Regions from separate parts of the Zea mays genome. Here region 1 is linked to region 2. The links are chromatin contacts, called in public Hi-C maps. All regions are on one chromosome and are shown on one strand. Each heading gives the region's core, a stretch centred on a gene start, on an enhancer-like site or on the middle of the called end of the contact. The rest is flanking DNA. Distances are from core to core; before and after follow the strand shown. Region 1 holds the start of LOC100280494. Region 2 holds the start of LOC100304391.

Region 1 (3,428 bases), core at 164-2,663, 280 kb before region 2:
TAGCCATAACCTCATACAATTGGACAATGTTTGGATGTTTTACCAACTTCATCACCGAAATCTCTTGAATTATTTGATCCATAAGACCACACTTCTTGATCTTATCTTTGTCAATCACCTTGATAGCAACGCTTTCTGAAGTCTTAACATTGCGAGCATGGTAAACTTTGGCAAAACTCCCTTTTCCAAGTAACTTTCCCATCTCATATCTCTGCATTAGAATATTCTCTTTCTCAGCCATCTTCTCAGTGTTCTACTTTCAAACTTGAATAAGTTGGCGATGAACAACAATGACGTATAAGATGCTGGTAATTATAAGTGACCAGCAATTTTAACCATCTCCACCTAGAAAGAAACCAGAGACGATGGTTGAGCTACAACTCGCGGCCCCATTATGTGTGTGTGCATGAGGCAATTGTTGTGCATATATTTGCAGTCCAATGTCATCGAGATCAAGTAAAGTACAACTATGTTTGTGTATCCTGCCAATTTCCAGGCAAGGTACTCCATCATGCAACCACATCTTTCTGCATCCCTTTGATATTTTGGACCTCTGACTGGAAGCAAAATACTGCAAATGGAAAATACAGATGTTTAGACACGAAGTAGTTCAGTATTAACTAGATGTAACTTTTAAAATGGACAAGGAAAATGTTTCCGTGCGTATAAATACTACCTCTTGTATTCCTTTTGGTTCATGAAGAAGAAATAAGATCTTTTCACAAGAATATGAAAAAACTTTAGGGCCTTTGACCCAAAAAAAAACATATCTTTTCGTGGCCACGAAAAGAAAATACCCATGATATACTCTTAAAAATAATGCATTAATGTACCGAGAGGTAGATTGATTTGAAATCACAGGGAAATCCAACTAGACAGCTCTAATGTTCACACATCTCTAATTAACACAGCAGGTCGCGTGCAAACTAACTGTTGACGGTAATCGCACAGAACAGTTTGTGTAGATCTGTACTGTACTGTGCAAACCAGGTCTAAATCAAGAGGCTGCAGCAAGAGTATGTTCGTGTGTACTGAGAACCAACCAAGAGTAGGATTATATTCACCCTACATGTGCGAGTAGTCTGCCGGCGAGACTGAATCACATGTAAGCAGGCAAACATGCAAATCCCAGAAGCTAAAGATCCAAATAAAGCCATGTTAATAAGACAGGTTCTTGGGTGCAACAAGATCGATCGAATTGGTACCTGATCCCGGGCGATCCAGGCAACGCGGAGGAGCCGCTCCCGAAGTCAGATTTCCTCGTCAGAAAAGATTCAAGTAAGAATGGGTAGAGGAGCGATGGGCACGAGAAGAGGGAGAGGGGATGGCGATTTCTCTGAAGATCCAATCGGGTTTGCCAAGCCAAAGCATGCGCACGCCGTAGGAGAGAGACCCCGGCCCCTTGTTTATAGGCGAGGAGGCACTGACTGAGCTCCCTCTCGTTTCGTTGGTCAGTAAGTACTCACCATAGCCACTGGCCATGGGCCCATCAGAACAGAAACATCGATTGGACATTGGAGTGGACTAGGCAGTGAGTGGAGTGGATAAAATTGTTAGGCATATCACATAGCGTTTGTCTTCTGTATATATGAAGCGACCCGATGATTATACTGATCAATGGTAATCGTTGAGTAAAAGGTAAATGAAAACCAACAGATGCGGGATTGAACTTGTTGGCTGTTATCTAAACAATATCACCAGGAAGTCAAAACTAAGTCCGAAAGATGTTGTAGATGATAAGTTAGAGCCTGGAATGGGAAAGGAACAAGACACCAGAGCAAATCTGCCGAAGGGGAACATGGCCAGTTCATGGTTCCTCTGAAAGTTTGCTGAGTTGATGCTTCTCCACCGTCACCTCTTTCAGCCAGTAGTTTGGCAGCACAGGGAAAGTAGTGGAGCTGTGGAGGGAACTGAAGCCTATGTCGCCATTGTTTCTATTCTCTACTTCACGAATTCTCTACTCGGATGTTGATCCGGAGATTGAAGAAGACTTCAAAAGTTCAACCATGATTTTTGTGTGTGTGTGTGTGTTTTCACCACCGAGTTTGGCGTGTGTCGAATCCACCAAATCCTGCTCTCAGTAATACAATAGCACGATTATGAGATTATCGTTCATTAGACACGTACGTTCGCAGGTACCAGCACCCGATCACGTACGGGAGGAGGTGAAAAGTATGCTAGTAGCAGGACGAAACATTAGCAGCACAGCACGCGCCAACGGATAAAGATGAGGTTAGTTTAATTTTACACACTACCGGCGGCTGCCCTGATGAAATCGTCCTATCAGCCAAGACAGATAGTCTACTCTAGTCGATATGCATTGAGAAAACGTTAATAATAATAAAAAGGACGAAACGAGGGATTCGCACTTTCGCAGATAAGAAGATAAGGGCTCAATAGCAAGTCCAAAAGTTGTACGAAGGAATTGCCAAGAGAAAATAGACAGCGTAGAAATGGAAAGCGAGGGTGGATGTTGAGCTTCTTTTTTTTATGAGCTTTTCTGATAATTTAGTTAAAAAAAATTCTAAATATAGATAAAATCTAAGTATCATAAAGATTATGAACAGAAAGAGATAAAAAAACGTCCATAGCTGTAGCTTTAACTAATGTGATTCTCATAAAACGAACGCGTACTAAAAAGCTATACATTTAGCAGTCTGATCTTAAAAAAAGCTCGAATAAACAGGACCACTAGGGCTTGTTCGGTTCTACCCCAATCCATATGGATTGAGGGAGATTGAGGGGGTTTCAATCCCTAGTAAGTCAAAATCCCCTCCAATTCATATCAATCCCCTCCAATCCATATGGATTGAAAATAAACGAACAAGCCCTAATAGGACAAGAACCATGCATCCATCGATCCCGTCGCCATCGCACTCAGCACTGGGTCCCGTATCAGCGCGTGCGGGACTGCTCGGTCTGCGGCCGCCAGCCGAGATATTTTCAGCTAGATGATAGCGACGCCCAACCGCAGCCACTCCCACTCCCAGCTCCGCGTCTCGGTGCCCGATCGTTCCTTTCGCAACCTTCTTCCTCCGTCGTTGCTCTTCCTCTCCATCCTTTTAGCCTCCTCCACTGTGGCTTGCGAGCGCCGCCACCGTAGCAAAAGCTGCAGTTTCCTTTTCTAGTGTCACCTCCTAAATCCACTGTTTGCTTTACTTTACATGCTGTGAGCGTCAGGATAGCGTCAAAGCCCAAATGCAGATAAACATCCAGGTTTCTAAGCGCGGCACTGAGCTAGCCACTGACAAGTTTGTTTGTTTTTTTTCCTTCTTCCTCCGCTCAAAAGCTAACAAAACACTAAGAACAAACTAAGGCGACATAAATGGATCTGTCAGCAGCAGCAATCCATCAAGCAAGGATAACCATGCCTGGGTCTAGTGGTCTGTCAACGACGTCAGGAGCAATTGACAACTGGATAAGCATGG
Region 2 (3,216 bases), core at 315-2,814:
TATGCACAGCTCGAAGCGGACACTGCTGCCAGCTAGTAAAGCAGGCAATCACGGGCAGAACACAGACATTAACAACAAAAAATGTTTTTATACTTTTTTCCCTGTAAGCAACAAAAAATATGTCTCTATTCCACCAGACCTTCACCAGAAAGAAACTACTCTACTGATTCCTGCACCCACAGAAAAAATGTTTTATATGCTTCACTAAACTTTCTAATCAACAACAGTAGCACAGAAACGCCTCTTGAGTTTGCTCGAGAAAAGAACGCAAGATAGAACGTGCCCCGTGTCCGTAAGCTATAAAAAGTTAAAGAGGAAACAAAAAAAATCCAAAGATCGGGCACAGTTCACAGACAGTTTCACAGAAAAGCTCACCAGCAATTCCTATGTTCATTGGTCCATGCGAAACCAAACAATTTTGCACAGCAGAACAGATAGTGTAATGGAGAACAATTATCATAAAAATTGATCCATGCGAGAACAGAGTCTAATGGAGAACAATTATCATAAAATGTTGATCTATGCGATAACAGATAGAAAACAGAAGCGATCCCCCCAATCTGGCAACGTAAAGGGTAGCACGACTTTTTTTTTAAAAAAAACGAGACAGAACAATTACGACGCGCCGCGAGCAAATGGTTTACGAGTTAATCCAGATCCGTACAAACCAAACGAATAATCAAGCGCCAAATCCCTTGGAAAGCGATGGAACAAGACTAAACAAACCATGAAGCCAAAACCAAAGTGAAGAAGACAAAACTGCTCCTGATTGGAGGTAAACAACCGGACGAGAATCCCCATACATGCCAGGGGGCAGCAGAGGAATACGGAAACCTTACTTATCTACGGAACGAAACATGACTAGTCGATTACCCCACCCAAGCCCAACTGCACAAGCAAGGGCAACCGAAAGAGAACGCGGAACCGCCCCGCGCGCGCGGACGGGAGCGACCCGGCGCTGCACTGCAGCGCACTGCGACGAACGCACCTCGCATCCGAGCGCTGAGCCGACGAGCCTCCGCGCGTAGTCGACGACCTCCGCGCGGCGGCGCTCGGAGGCCTCCGTGGGCCTCACGCGCCGCACCACCTCGCCCGCCGCGGCCCCCGCCACCGCCAAGCCCCGCGAGGGAAACGCCGCGGGCGCCACTTCCGCCGGCGCCAGCTTGCCCCTCCCTCCGGCCGCCATCCCCGGTGAGCGCCTGCGCCGCTACCTCGCGGCGGCCATGCGGAACTGGGGAAACGAAACGGAACGGGAGTGAGGAGTGGACTGTTTCTCGGCTCTCGTCTCGTCGACCGCGTGCTGGGGGTTTTGCCGAGCCGTTACGAGGAGTGAGGTGAGGGGAGTGGGGAGCGCGAGTGCGTGCGAGGGCGGCGCTTTGATTTTCCCCAGGCGGGTGTGGGATGGGTAGGTAGGCAGGCAGGCGAGAGTGGTCGCTGGCTCGCTGCCCCGCGTCGGACGCGCGCGGCCGGGGGAAGAGAAGAAACAGGAAACCCGCGGGCGTGTGATGAACAAAACAAACGCGTCGCCAGCGCCCCACGACGACGAGGCGGAGGCGGTGGTGGTGGGGCAGGGTTCGTCCCTGGGCCTGACGGCCGTCCCTATCTGGATCTGGGATTTTATAAGTGTGTGTGTGAGTCTGAGAGGAGCTCGCGTGTGCGTGTGCGTGCGCGTTGGGATGGTGCCGCCTTGGCGAGGTGTGGCACCGGTGATTTGGACCGGTAGGATTTTTTTTATTTTTCTTTAGCAATTAGGAAAGTCATCGTTGTTATCTATATCTATACCTATAATTCATCATTTTTAAACTAGAGATCAATTTATATCTTTATTTGGATATTAATTTTTTAGTTTTTTTCGATTGTGAACAAATAACATATAGATTTGGCTATGTAAACTTATAGTCTCGTTTCTCGCATTGAGTTTATTAATATTCATAAAAAGTAAATCTTAAGTTTGTTTTTAAATAATTAATATAAAATTCGGATACGGATACAAATACTAATGTTTTTTCACGGTTTTTGATGTAGGGAGAAAATAATGCACACAAAAAATTATACAAAAATTTATTCTTGTACTTCGTGATATTGTTAATAACATAGCTACAATTAGCTTCAAATTTTATGTTCATCTATAGTTATGTTTTAGAAACATCCCTACTTTAAACTTTACAAAACTTACCAAACCAAATCATCCCTACGTTCATAACCTTCACTAAATCCACCAAACAATTGCACCCACATTTAACGCAACATCTAAACCAATGGTTTTGATAGCTCGATAACATTCTCCCCCTTACTCAAATCCAATGAACATACATTACTTGGATCACCTATCATTCTTTCCCCACTGTGACCCCCGCCCCTCTCGCTCATGTCGTCACCCTAGCCTCCCTCGCCCCTCTCGCTCATGTCGTCGTCGCCGTTATCAACTCTTTCCCCGCGTTGCTGCCGTCATCATCTACTCCTCCCATCTCTAGAATCGTAGCGTTAGTAGGCTATATGCTAGTAGTCTTCCGAATTGTTTAAGATCTAGCTTTATATTACGCTTAATGAGGCAAGTAAAAAGAGCCAACTAAATTTGTCGGCGTTTCGAGACCGGGGGGTCCCTCAGGCCGACGAGTGAGTGTCGCGTGCCCCAGCCCAGATGGGTCGAGCGCGTGGGCGAGCGCGAAGGGGGGAAAGGAGCGAGGCGGCCGGAGACCGGCGTGAGAGAGGTGGGAATCCCGCGGCCTTCGTGTTCGTCCCGCGCCCAGGTCGGGTGCGCTTGCAGTAGGGGGTTACAAGCGTCCACGCGGGTGAGGGAAGCGAGCGGCCCCAAGAGAGCGCCTGTCCCGTCCTCGTCCCGCGCGGCCAACCCTCTCTAGGAGGGCCCTGGTCCTTCCTTTTATAGGCGTAAGGAGATGATCCAGGTGTACAATGGGGGTGTAGCAGAGTGCTACGTGTCTAGCGGGGGAGAGCTGACGCCCTAAGTACATGCCAATGTGGCAGCCGGAGAGATCTTGGCACCCTGCTGGTGTGATGTCGTGGCCGTCGGAGGAGCGACGGTGCCTGGCGGAGGGACAGCTGTTGGAGCGGTCGAGTCCTTGCTGACGTCCACCTGCTTCCGTAAGAGAGCTGGGAGCCGCCGTCGTCACAGAGCGTGCGGGGCGCCATCATTGCCTGTCTGGCGGAGCTGGCCAGATGGGACACCGGTCTTGTTCCCTGCGGCCCGAGTCAGCT

Evidence for each region. Hi-C and Micro-C count contacts between places; a contact is called where the count stands out from the background.
Region 1: a contact with region 2 is called in a Hi-C map of ear, with 2.5 times the contacts expected there. The contact joins the promoter of LOC100280494 here to the promoter of LOC100304391 in region 2. A contact is called at or near these places in 5 of 25 Hi-C or Micro-C datasets (bundle sheath, ear, leaf and 1 more).

What each region holds. Positions count from the first base shown.
Region 1 is chr1:56,681,977-56,685,404 of Zm-B73-REFERENCE-NAM-5.0, reverse strand. LOC100280494 reads right to left here and starts at 1,413. Exons shown (of 2, transcript NM_001139021.3): 1 at 1,206-1,413; 2 at 1-571. The coding sequence starts at 241.
Region 2 is chr1:56,400,549-56,403,764 of Zm-B73-REFERENCE-NAM-5.0, reverse strand. LOC100304391 reads right to left here and starts at 1,564. Exons shown (of 10, transcript NM_001361417.1): 1 at 989-1,564. The coding sequence starts at 1,186.